Linked DNA regions of Mus musculus: region 1 is linked to region 2. A link is a contact called in public HiChIP or PLAC-seq data. All regions are on one chromosome and are shown on one strand. The core of a region is the stretch at or near the end of the contact, and the rest is flanking DNA. Distances in the headings are between cores, read along the strand shown. Region 1 holds the start of Arl6 (ADP-ribosylation factor-like 6). Region 2 overlaps Crybg3 (beta-gamma crystallin domain containing 3).

Region 1 (6,326 bases), core at 2,138-4,637, 120 kb after region 2:
ATATTTTCAAAATTACAACCTCTCTGTTTTTCATGTCTCCTCTCTGTGTAAGTACTACAAGGCATTGATTGTTAAAAGGTACTATCATAGATATTCATTGTCCACAATCTTTTGTGACTTTCTATCATTTTTCTCAAATACCTGAGATTTATTATTGAAATATTTGGGAATATAAAATTTTAAAGAGCTTTTCAATTTTTTTTATGTGCAACATGAAAAACCCTACCAGAGCAGTGTTTAAATTTGGTTTATTCTATCACTAATAAAACTGAATATCACTGAAACTTGCTTTTTATTAGTGTTTCTCTCATGGGCTGCTTGTCATATCTGGTGGCTACTGCTTTGATTACTGTATGTAGTCATGTATATATTCCATGCATATGTATTGCAAACTATCTCAATCAATTAAAATTTACTTTATTACAATTGTTTTATAAGACGGGGCTTTTATCTGATGACATTGGTGGTTTTCTTTGGTTTCTTTCTTTAGTTTTAGGTCTAGAAATATTTCCTTCTCTTCAGTATTTTGAGCATATTAACTAATATTCTGTTTCTTTCATCTGTAGTTAATTTTTCAGGTTTTAAATTCTAATTTTCCTGAAATGTACTTGGGTATGAGAGCTGATTCAGAGAACTGGCTGTCCTTCTGCCCCTCCCTTTTCTTTATATTTTATATTCTTATATGTGTTTGGATCTAGCAATAGGCTCTCTGTACATTCTAAACTATATTCTGGAAGCGAATTCTTAGGGATTACTTCTAAGAAAAATTTCAAGGTCACTGATGCTTGAGAAATTTTATATAAGCTTCTACAGCGCATTATTCTTTAATATGCTGATACTATCTCTAAAGCTCCAAGAGATGGACAAAGAAAGTACTACTGTCTGTGAGGACTTGTTCACAAGAACCTTTTTGGGGAAATATTTCAACTTCACACAAACTGGGAAACCTGATCTATTCTATTGGTCTGTTTGTGACATCATCTCTCAATTCACATATCCCTATACTTTGTCATGTGAAACACTAAGCTTCCTTTCTCTAACGTCCCCTTTTCAGATTTACCAGTTTCTTCAGCTTTGAAGGGGAACTATACCCTGAAAGTGGGCTTCTGGGGGACTGATGCGCTGCTGATTTTATTGTCTTCTTCCATTTCCTTATTTTTCTTTTTTAAGTTTAGAGAAAGCAAGTTCTTAGGTACAACAAAGTTCTCCAAAGGCTAAGTACAGCTATTCTGAGGTAAGTCCATAAAACGTTCTTTAAGAAGAAACAAAACCCGCTGTGACCGAGGAAGCCTGGCTAGTCAATAAGAGAGAAGAGCAGGGTGAGCTGGACTCAGAATCTGGAGCATGGGGAGTAAGCCATAAAGATCTGGAGTTGGATCATAAAAGTTGAGAACACACATCACAAAACACTCTCAGCCAGTTTTCATCCTCTCATTGGTTCTGAATTTCTTCCAAATAGTAGTTTAAAAGTTCTTACCAATAAAATCACCTCACTGTAATGAACTCACAAATAAAAACATCACACAATTAGATTAAGCAAAAACTCAAGCAAAAACTTGCCCAGTCCCAAACTCTCAGCAAACTTCTACACTTAGGAAGACTCTTGTAAAGCAATTGGGCTTTTGCTTAAGGGTTTACATTTTTACTACCAATTAAAAATTTACACAACACCCAAAACAAGTGTGACAGGGTTGAAATTAGGGAAACAATTAGCTTTATAATCTCTTTCCCTACTCATGTCTATTAAAATTTTCTAAAGAAAAGTATAATCTTAGGGACTGGTTATGTGGCAAAATGGTAAAGTGCTTGCCCACAATGTGCAAAGCCCTAGATTTAATCTCAGGCACTGTAAAACAAAAAAGAAAAAAATAAATAAAAATTATACTCTTAACAGCAGAGACCGCACAGCTCTTCTAGGGGACCAGAGTTTGACTGAGGCTCTCAAGCACCTGTAACTCCAATTCCAGGGCTGGTCACACATTCTGGATTCAACAGGTACTACACAACATGAACAATTATTACATAGAGAGGTGGGGGGAGAGGAGAGAGAACATGGTATAAAGTTGATACTGACGTAAACTATGCCTTAAAGGATAAAAAAAAAGAAAAAAGAAAAGAAAACCCAGCATATTCGCTAGATTAGGAACAAAATATACCTTCAGCTTAAAAAGTCTTACTGTATGTATTGTATAACGCTGGCAAAATTGATAGCTAAAGTAAACTTGGCTAAAATGAAACAACTCCTGTTCTTGAATCAAGAACACTTAGGTGTCTGAGCTGCTTTCTGAGAAGAATCAGCTTTCCAAAGGATTAGGTGGTTACCAGAAAAGCACTGAAGATTTAACATGTTATCCACATGTTAAGACCTTAGCGTTAAGCTGCAGAGAAAGATGAGATGAGACAGAGAAAAACGCCAGAAATGCTACTTTAAACATGATAGTAGTGTGGGCTGTTGAACATTCTTACTACCCCAATAAAACAATCTTATTAAGTTAGAAAATTTGATGATGAAATTTCAACCAAATTATTCATACATCATATAAAAAGGTCCGTCTTGGGCAGCGTTAAAGTCAACCAAACAAGCAAACAGCATTGGCCCAAAGCAGTTCAATACATTTTCGAAGCTCCTTGGTATACATCACATAAACTCAATTTTTTCCCCATCTCTCACAGATGAGAGATGATCTAACTCACTTAGATTCAAAAATACGGGTAATAGTTTAGAGTAATTCTAAATCGGACAGGGAGCGGGTATTCTCTGTCTACCAGGGTGGAAATGGCTGCGAACAGGTAGCGGGAACTTTTTGAACTAGTGGATCCTGCCGCCGGTTCCACAGCGCTACAGACACCGTGGAAAGGTCGTGTTCATGTTATCAAGGGTGAAGCTGATGGCGTGAAAAATCATACCCAACAGAGCTGAAAGAGAACACACAGATGATGGTGAAGAGAGAGAAAAAGCGGGGTGCGGATGGAGGTACCTGATCTTTGACGCCAATCCAAAGGCCAAGGGGCTGACAAGGACAGGAAAGGACGCACTCTTGTACCCGTTTCCGCGGTGGGATCTTCCCCGGAGCCTCAGCCTTCCTCTCTATGCCTCCGTAGGAAGGTTCCCTTGTCCCAAGCACAGCCCCTTCTACAAGTTGGGAGAAACAGCCGGTTCACCCAGGATGCGAGCATCAGTGGCTGAGCAGGCGCCCCGGCGCGCGGCGTTCCCTTGGCAACGGGAGCTTCTTCCGGTCCCAAAGCCACGCCCACCCGGGCGTCGTAGGTGTCCGCCCACAGGTTCTCCTTTCTGCGGCTGGAGAGCTCTGGGTAAAAAAATTAATGGCCTGATTCCCGCAGAGGAACTCTGTTAGCGAGAGTGTGAGCACGGAAGACACGGGGAGCCGCCACTGCATTGGGAGCCGAGTGGTAGCTCCCGTGCTGCTGGGACGCAAGGGAGCTGGAGGCGCGCGCACAGCCTGCCGGGAGGCGTGCGGGGCGGCCTTAGCTGCGCGCGCATCGCTGGTTGCTGGCCTCCGGGGTTCTGGTTAGCGCTTTTGGCCGGACTGCCATATCTGTGGGTGGCAATGTTTTGGCTTGACCGCCCTCGTCGTGGGCGGCGTGAGGCAGGGAAAGGATCTACTTAGATATGCTACTCCCATTACACAGAGCCTTTCCTAGGCTCAGCTAGGCCTGAGAGCGAGCGAGCGAGCTCTGCAGAATACAGTTGTAAGTACAGGCAGGAGAGGGAAACTGGTCAAAACCAGTCAGTATTTAAAAACAGAAACATTATTTGGCAAAGGAAGTGTGACCCTGTCCCTAGTTCTTAGCTGTCTGTTGTCCCGGATATTAACTAACACCAGACATGAGTTTGTGGATCAGAGAGTTTGATAGTTACCGTTCTTAAAATCACTTGGAGTTTATAGCAATAGAAATAATTTGTGCTAATTGAAAGTTTTTTAGATAGACACTTTCCCGCCCATTTGCATTGTTCCCAACAGACAGGCTACAGATGCAACAATTAAAGATCTACATTTTATTTTATTTATTTTTACTTTTTTTTTTTTTTTTTGACTTCAAACTAGCCATTTCCCCCATCCTACTCCTCAATGAATGACTGCATGACAAACTTGTATTTGAAAAGTTTCATCTCTTCATATCACTTGTTAGCATAAATGTGGGATGTTACTTTACTGGTTTTACCAGTTAGTATGTTCAACTACCATACTTGTTTTTCTGCCCGTTAAGGAAGCTGGCCGATTATTTGGACTTGGAGTAGGGTGAAGAAACTGAAAGGAATTCCATCAAAGAGATAGTGGTTAAGACACTGGTATATGCACTGCGGTAGAGTGCTTTTCTGGTGCCTTTCCAAATTCCTTAGTACTCCTAATGTGGAGTAAGGTCTAGTTCTGGTCTCCTGACTCTTGTAAGGCAAAAACCAGACTGAGTGAACAAAACTTCTATAGTTTGTACATCCAAAGGTAGTAACATAAATGCCCTTGTTAAAACAGAAAATGGAAATATACTATACTCTGTGGTCTAGTAAAATTACCCTTTGTGTATATTTCATCTTTGTCTTCAAAAATGTATCTAATCTAGTGGTTTTGAGGACAAAGGAAAGAAAAAAGTATGCATGTCTGACCAATAGATAGCACGTGTTCAATAGATAAGCTTCCTTCGTTGTGAATTTTTTATTACTCAAAGAAAATCAGCTCAGTTCCTGATGTGGTTGTCCTTTAACTTCTGGCCCCAAATGCAGGGGTTCCTAATTTACCAGGAACTATTAAACCGCTTCTCTTTGGCTCACTTTGACAAAACTTGGATGCTTATTTGCTTATATAATATTTTCTCTCTAGACATAGAATAGAGCTTATGTCTCTGATTTTCCCCCTTTAGGCAGATATTATCAGATTTTTTTTTTTCCTACAAAGCATTAGGAGGAAACTAAATATATAAGAACAGACCGAGCAACCATTTTTATAGTAAATTTAGATGACATTTAAAAATTATTTTTGTTGGATTTATTGACTTTTTTTATGTTTGTTTTGTCTGCTTATATGTATGTGCACCACAAGAATACTTGGTGCCTGGAGAGATCAGAAGAGGGTATCATATCTACTGAGACTGGAATCAGGGAAGATTGTGAGCCACCATGTGGGTGCTACGACTCAAACCTGACTCCTCTGCAAGAGCCACGAGTGCTCTAAACCATGGAGCCCTCTTCATCCCCAACTTAGGTGATTTTTAACAACAAAAGGTGAACAGTTTTGTTTTTTGTTTATTTAAGTGTAGTTGATCTGCTGTTTTATTGTATTAGAGATTAAAGAGTTCACATGACTCCTAAATTCTATTTAGTAATCTAGAAAATGTTGAAAAAAAATGAACCCTAAAACAGTGTAAATATTTCAGTTGTTTGGATCTGCTGTTTTGATGGTTGGCAGCTGTAACCTATCTTGAGTAAACCCAAAAGCAAGACGTAATTCCACTCGACTTACAAAGTTAGTTTGACTCTCTTGATTTTATTGTGAGCACAACAAGCTTTTAAAACATTATGTGATTTTTCTCAAGTCTAGAATACATGTAGAAGGGTTTTAGGTTCATTTCAGAGTGGCTTGTAGCTATAGTCAGACAACTATAAAAGAGTGAGGTACATCAGATATGTTACTTCTAATCATCTCAAGATGGTGTGGATGTTTTTTCTTGTCAGCAACATAAGGAATCTGGAAAATCCCTGATTTATAATATACTGGAAATTTTGTAATGGACACTGATGGCCTGAAGATTTGTTAGCCCAGTTGATGTTGCCTGTGTGCTGATTACGTATCTGTAAAAACTACCTCTGTAATACGTAATTCCATTCACCCAAATCTCACTAAACATTTGCCAGTATAAAATCACTACAAAAATATGTATCCATTAATTATAGTGATTTCTGTGAATTTATGCCTAGACCTCAAAGTCTGTAATTATTTGGAAAAATGGCAACTATTTTTTACACTCATAATTACTAAAGTTCTAAACAGCACATAGACATACTAAAAAGTAAATTACAATAATATACTTGCATATAACAGTACAAAACATCACAAACTCAACCACCAAAACTGTAACTTTTATTTGGTAATAGATATTTTAATAAACAGGCTTTCTCCATCTTTAAGACCCTGATAATGCCTTTTAGGAAATCATAGAAAAATAAAATACAATAATTAGCAATTTGTACTTTGTACAAAAATCTCACTATGTTGCTCAGCAGGTTGTTTTGCTAAACACCATATCCTTTCAGCAACTAGATAACAAATATAATTCAGTTTACCATAAATGACCCCTCTTATTGGGAGCTG
Region 2 (6,808 bases), core at 943-3,442:
TAAATGGTTTTCCCCACATCCTTCAACTTTCAAAGCTACACAGAACATTTTAAGAAGATTAGACACAAGCCCACCTCAACCTCAAAGTATAGCCCCTGTTATGGAGTAGACTGGAAAACAAGAACGAACCGGATACAGGCCCTGCCTGACTATATTTGGAAGTACTGGATCACTGTCCTAATTTTAAAATAATGAAACCCTGAGTTTTATGGCCATGGGCTAAGCAGAGGAGACTACAGGTCACAGAATTCAAAACAAGCATAATGATATGCAGCTTATCCACAGTGACTGTAGTTCAGTAGTTGTGACTACATGCAGGGAGATTTGAAAGAAAGAAATGAGGGGGAGATGGAGGAGGAGGAGGAGCAGCAGCAGCAGCAGCAAAACAACAACAACAACAACAAACAAACAAACAAACAAACAAACCCCAAGAAAGCAGCTAGAAGCATAAAGAATGGCCATTTAGGACAGAAAAAAAATGCCTTGTGGTAGGTCTGTTGCTATTATGAATGTTTGAGTGCTGGGGCGGGGCTTGTTTAATTGTGTCAACTCGGCACAGCTAGAATCATCTGGGAAGAGAGAACCCCAGTTGACAAGATGCCTTCATGGTAGTGGGCTGTAGGCAAGTCTATGGGGGCATTTTCTGATGAAAGGCTGAAGTGGCCCTGGCCACTGTGTGTGGTGCCCTTGAGCATGTGGTGCTAGACATAAGACGGAAGCTGAGCTAGACCACAAGGAGCAATCTAGTAAACAGCATCCCTCCACGGCCTCCATCTGCTTCAGTTCCTGCCTCCAGGTTCCTGTCTTGGGTTCCTTCCCCGATTTTCCTCAGTGATAGTGGGACCTCAGAGTTTTAAGTCAAAATCAATCCTTTCCTCCCCAAGGTTCTCTTGGTTGTGGTATTTTAAGACAGTGATAAAAGCAAACTAAGACAGACTTCAAACATGAGGTCACCCGTGGTTATCCAATTTAGATCCTAAAGGACATAGGCAAAATGTGCATTTGTTTCCACAATGCAGGGCAAAATAGAAAAAGATAATAAAGGGTACTGGCAGGAGCCAAGGGGAGAGTTTGGTGAAGGAGACTCAACAATGGAATGGGGATGAGAGACTACCAGAAAGTCACACAAAAACTTTAGGGAAGAAATGAAATGAACAGCTCAGAGGGAAAGAGTTAAGAGGTTTTCATGGTGGTTTGTATCTGTGTGTATGAGAGAGGGGGGAGGGAAGGGGAGAGGGAGGGAGGGAAGGAGAGAAAGGGAAGGGAGGGAGGGAAAGAAGGAGGGGAGGGAGGGAGGGAGGGAGGGAGGGAGGGAGGGAGGGAGGGAGGGAGGGAGGGAAAGAATATTCCTAAATTCCTTAATGGGATGGAAAATGAGAAGGGAGAGAAAACAATTATATCTAGTACTTGCTACAGATTAGATGTTTGAAAGTTGCCATAGGAGCAGAGTGGGATAGTGATGATAATGACCATTAACAGGACTGGGAATGAAAGAAGGCGCCTGAGAGGGAAAGCGGAATGCCCAAGCACTGCTGTGGAGGGCGCACTGGGGACCTGAGAGGTGTCGGGGACAGCAGGCTGCTATGTGGGCTACAGGCAAGGAGTCTACTATGTGGCCTAGGGGAGCGGTACAGAGCCATCAGTAACAGAAACCCCCAGCTAACAGAGACCGTGGCCAAGGACGATTTCCAGAAAACGCGCATGGAAGGAGGGCAGGGCAGGCGGATAAGGAAATCTGCATTTCATGTCATGAGTTCACTTTACTAATCTCTACTACCTTTTATTTAGTGCTTACTAAAAAACTTGGTACATGATTAGTACTCAGTAATTAAAGTTGAATAAATGAATGTTCAGTAAAATCATTCTTGTGCAGTATTCTTAATATATCTACAGAGAATTCAGTCAGTTTAAACACCGCCACCACCCCCAATCAAAGCAAAAGAGAAAGCCCTTAAACTCTCCTCTCCCACATCACTAATCAGTTGAGCTTTCTATTCCCGGAGGCTGCAGGGCAAGCCACAGCCACCAGGCTTGCGGTTCCTGTCGTCAGCTTGCTCTCTCGCACCCAATACACTCATTTCTAAATATAGAAGGCCGTGGTTTCAGCGAAACACTTAAGCTTCTTTAAACCTAGCAGTTGATCTCTTTCATCTTAGGAAGCCATCTGGTAACCATCACCAAGGTTGGTAAAACCCTTACAGAGAAACAACCCGACACCAACCCGGTCCGAGGGGGCTTGAAACTTACACTAAGGAACACTGTCAAACACATCAGCTTCCATACACACGGCTACAGCTGGAGGAGATCTGGACGAAACCTCCAGGCCTCGGTTCTCTTTGCCAGCACCACCTGCTCTGCCATTGCTTTTCTCAGACACTGATACAACAACCAACAGTTCCCCATGGTAAATCCTACAGGAAATCTAAGAGGGAATTAGGACCACGGTCTATGGTGTACCATGCTCCTCATGTGACAGGTCACCAGACCTCCTCTAGGCCAACAGTCCTTTTGTTCTTTTTTTAAAAAGGAGGCTGGCTTTGTGACAAGGGCAGACAAAGAATATACTGAGGACTTTTAAATGTGACCACCTCATTGCCAAAACCCTGATAACAGAGACCACCTCCCTGATAACAGAGACCACCTCCCTGCCTCCCTAGGTGTACGCTGTGCCATTTGAATATTATCTTGTCAGCTTTAACTGTCCTCTAAAATGAAGTAGAAAAGCCAATTGATGACTCTCCTTCTTAAAAAGCTTTCATCCGTTGAACAGAAATGGGTGCACGATGCTGAGTTTCTGCAGAAGCACCAGATGTGACTCTGACTCCTGCCCTCCACTGTCATGAAAACAACCACGACCCTGGTCAAAGGCGATCCCATCCTACCCACCCACCAGTAAGACACACAAGTGTGTGTCTACAATCAGTGCTCGGTCTGAAACAGAAGCTACTCAACGGCTCTGTGACGGCTAAAAGAAGATGTGGAAAGTTAAAAAAGAAATTTTGTAAACACCCATGTTAGAAAGTACAAAGATTCTGAGGACTTCTGTGAACGTTAATTCACAATATTACCTCTAACCATGTGAAAACCAGGGTGGGCCAACTTCTTTTTCATGCTCACTATATTTACCAGTCGATTTATCTGCACTAGAACTAAAAGCTGTCACCAGTTCGATAATTCCTGCTGTAACTGGTTTCTTTCCGAGGTGTTAACTGAGACCCAGACAAATTAAGAGACTGTCTGTCCCAAGTCACATTAGTGGGGCAACAAGTCTGGGAAACTCCTTCTACAGTGAAATCATTGCAACACTACAGATCATATATCCAGGGACCTCTCAACTGTAGCCTTCATCTCTACAGAGAAAAGGTAGCCTGGATAAAACTGTCACTTATAGAACAGGCTGATCCCACATGAAAATGAAATCTTAAGGCTCTCAGTGTGATATGATAGCATTAAGGCACTGGGCACTTAGTCTTAACGTGTCCACAGAACTGCAGGCGATACCCTCAATAGCTGCAGGGCTCATCATTCAAAACAAACCCAGCAGAATAGCCTTATATGTAAACTTAATGCAACCAAACAGAAACATTTCCTAGGATGAATCTAGATCACACTGGCTAGTGGCACAGCTACATACAAAAAGGCATATCATTCTAAGATCGCTATGGAGCAACAAAGAAAGCAGACGGGAGGGGGAGACAGAAGACCGAGGTCTAGGACTCTCCGTGGGAAGGAGACATGGAAACTGCATGTGACTGGGATCTGGAGGGATGGCTCATTTGTCATAGGTACACTAGTTTTGACATGCCTACTACCTTATTGTAACCAAATACATGCTCAAATACTAGCCTTTTGGTGACTGAAACAGTCTCACATGTTCCTCGTGATGGGCAGAAATGCCCCGCACAGACTTTTCAAGCATTCCAGCCATTAGGATCTACTTCTGTACAGATTACCTAAAATTGAGTTGATTCCATTCACCAAATTAAAAATCTTTCAAAAACTTTTTTTACTAAGGTACTTTCGTATTTAGGACATCTTTTGTTTTCAGAGATAATCGACACCAGGCATTATCTCAGTTGACATGACCACTAAAATGTGCTTTAAAAATACAATCCCTTCCCCCTGTGAATACGGCCTACTTTTCCAATGCTTTTTCAAGATTGGTGCTGAGCATATCACACTTCTGTTTCCGTGCCTCTTACCATTTTAGCGGTCTTCCCTTGACAGACAGGACGCATTAGGGGCCCCTTACTCTCAGAGTTAGTGTCCATGGGACAAGAGGGAGAGACCAAGAAGTCTATTTGTAGTCTCATTCCTTAGCCAAGATGCTATTCTTAGCCTGATACCAAGAATACTCTCTCCAAGAATGCTTTGGGAAACAAGATGACACCACTAAGGTTCAGATCAAAGGAGCTGAACATGGACCTTACCCCTAAAGTCACCTCTGGTTGGAAGGTCTGAGTCGCCCCCATTATAATTCAGGGCTTACCATCAGCTCTGTGTTCATCTCAAGCTTTGACCAGCCATGAACTTGGGGAATCCTCTTAGTAAGAACTTTGATGTATCCTGGACTCCTGTTACCTCCCTTGTACAGATCCTGGAGAACAGAAGCCTAGGACAGGCAGCCCAGAGTGCTGGCTTTCTCACACTTAAATTTCTAAATATACCTGTGGCAAAGAAGAACTTATGTACTCTATAGACATGAGCCTCCATGGGGACACAGCCTACTGCATAGACCAGGTAGGAAAGTCCTTGCTTACCAGAATTCAAGTTTAAGTCAATACTAATGGTACTCCATGCCTTAATGTAGACTGGAATCCTGAGTAGCAAGTTGTCCTGTGACTCAATTACTATGTAAATGTAATGATGCTATCCTTTTTATAGTTAAGCAGCTATAACAATTTTAAGCATCTCACTTAATACTGCAGTGGCTTTATAGAGTCGATTTGTTGTTGTTGCTGTTGTTGTTGTTGTTTGTTACAGATATAAATGAGAAAGTGCCAAACATCAACCAGGCTGAGGAAAAGTACCAAACTGAGATGTAAGCACATATCTCCATTTCCCTAGTGCTTGAGGTTACATTCTGACAAGTCCCCTTTAGCTGGATTTCATGACTGAACCTCACTTTCATAATAACCAATAGTTGAATTATTTCTGTTTTGATAATGTGGTGTTTCCCATAATAATATTTCTCCTCGATCCAGCAATACCTCTCCTGGGCATATATCCAGAAGATGCCCCAACAGGTAAGAAGGACACATGCTCCACTATGTTCATAGCAGCCTTATTTATAATAGCCAGAAGCTGGAAAGAACCTAGATGCCCCTCAACAGAGGAATGGATACAGAAAATGTGGTACATCTACACAATGGAGTACTACTCAGCTATTAAAAAGAATGAATTTATGAAATTCCTAGCCAAATGGATGGACCTGGAGGGCATCATCCTGAGTGAGGTAACACATTCACAAAGAAACTCACACAATATGTATTCACTGATAAGTGGATATTAGCCCCAAACCTAGGATACCCAAGATATAAGATATAATTTGCTAAACACATGAAACTCAAGAAGAATGAAGACTGAAGTGTGGACACTATGCCCCTCCTTAGATTTGGGAACAAAACACCCATGGAAGGAGTTACAGAGACGGAGATTGGAGCTGAGATGAAAGAATGGACCATGTAGAGACTGCCATATCCAGGGATCCACCCCATAATCAGCATCCAAACGCTGACACCATTGCATACACTAGCAAGATTTTATTGAAAGGACGCAGATGTAGCTGTCTCTTGTGAGACTATGCCGGGGCCCAGCAAACACAGAAGTGGATGCTCACAGTCAGCCAATGGATGGATCATAGGGCTCCCAATGGAGGAGCTAGAGAAAGTAGCCAAGGAGCTAAAGGGATCTGCAACCCTATAGGTGGAACAACATTATGAGCTAACCAGTACCCCGGAGCTCTTGACTCTAGCTGCATATATATCAAAAGATGGCCTAGTCGGCCATCACTGGAAAGAGAGGCCCATTGGACTTGCAAACTTTATATGCCCCAGTACAGGGGAACACCAGGGCCAAAAAGGGGGAGTGGGTGGGCAGGGGAGTGGGGGTGGGTGGATATGGGGGACTTTTGGTATAGCATTGGAAATGTAAATGAGTTAAATACCTAATAAAAAATGGAAAAAAAAAAATCCAAATCCTATTAGAATACAATGTACCTAGAGCAAAGTAGAATACTCATGTAGAATGTCATTGAGTTTGGAATAAAATATAGAAAGCAAAAAAAAAAAATAATATTTCTCCTCATTTCACACTATAGACTGTTCTTCAAAGAACTCTGCCTTTTATGCACGTCGGGGTACTCAGGAGTTGTTAAGAATCCCGTGAGGCACACGTGAGCACAGCCGTCTCCTTTTGCACGCTCAAGTTGAGAGACACGACCCAGTTTGCGTAGAGTTACAGGGCTGGAAGTGGTGCAACCACTGGACTCCTTGCCTGTCTGAGAACCCGACGCCCAGCAGATTACTCACATAGTCGATGGGCTGGAGTGCTCTGATTCTAGCTGATGGGCAGCCGCAGGAAGTGAGGTCAACGTAGAGGCCCTCTTCCAGTACACACTGATGATAGAAACCGTCTTCTTGGTAATACAGGAGGAGCCAGCTGTTAAACAAGCAGGAAGAGACTAAAACTGCAATCTGCCTCCAGGTTGTCCTGTCTCCAAGCTACAGAAACTAGGGTTCAGAAGTCGTGTTGCTGAGGCGTCCTGCTTCAGGAAACAGTGACTACTCTTACTTAGTTTCTGCTTACT

The links. HiChIP or PLAC-seq counts read pairs in DNA pulled down with a chosen protein or histone mark.
Region 1: a BATF HiChIP or PLAC-seq map of CD8 T cells shows a contact between it and region 2, with 8 read pairs. The contact joins the promoter of Arl6 here to the enhancer-like site in region 2. A contact is called at or near these places in 8 of 39 promoter capture datasets (3T3-L1-derived adipocytes, the C10 cell line, the HPC-7 cell line and 4 more), 4 of 484 Hi-C or Micro-C datasets (8-cell embryo, CD4 T cells, embryonic stem cells and 1 more), 6 of 115 datasets of contacts at active chromatin or transcription factors (CD8 T cells, bone marrow-derived macrophages, embryonic stem cells and 2 more) and 3 of 9 other capture datasets (adipose tissue, liver and pancreatic islet).

What each region holds. Positions count from the first base shown.
Region 1 is chr16:59,635,952-59,642,277 of GRCm38.p6, forward strand. Arl6 (ADP-ribosylation factor-like 6) reads right to left here and starts at 3,388. Exons shown (of 8, transcript NM_019665.3): 1 at 2,979-3,388. 4930547E14Rik (RIKEN cDNA 4930547E14 gene) reads left to right here and starts at 994. Exons shown (of 3, transcript NR_040564.1): 1 at 994-1,234. It also overlaps a transcript of Epha6 not described here.
Region 2 is chr16:59,515,554-59,522,361 of GRCm38.p6, forward strand. It overlaps Crybg3 (beta-gamma crystallin domain containing 3), which reads right to left. Exons shown (of 22, transcript NM_174848.4): 17 at 6,531-6,660. Among named protein-coding and RNA genes, the nearest start is that of Riox2, 47 kb to the left of the region's middle. Within about 2 kb of position 2,193, at least 96 of the 459 cell types and tissues checked have an H3K27ac peak or open chromatin away from gene starts, as enhancers often do. A contact at or near this core is called in CD8 T cells, the HPC-7 cell line, bone marrow-derived macrophages and 1 more, where this site is marked.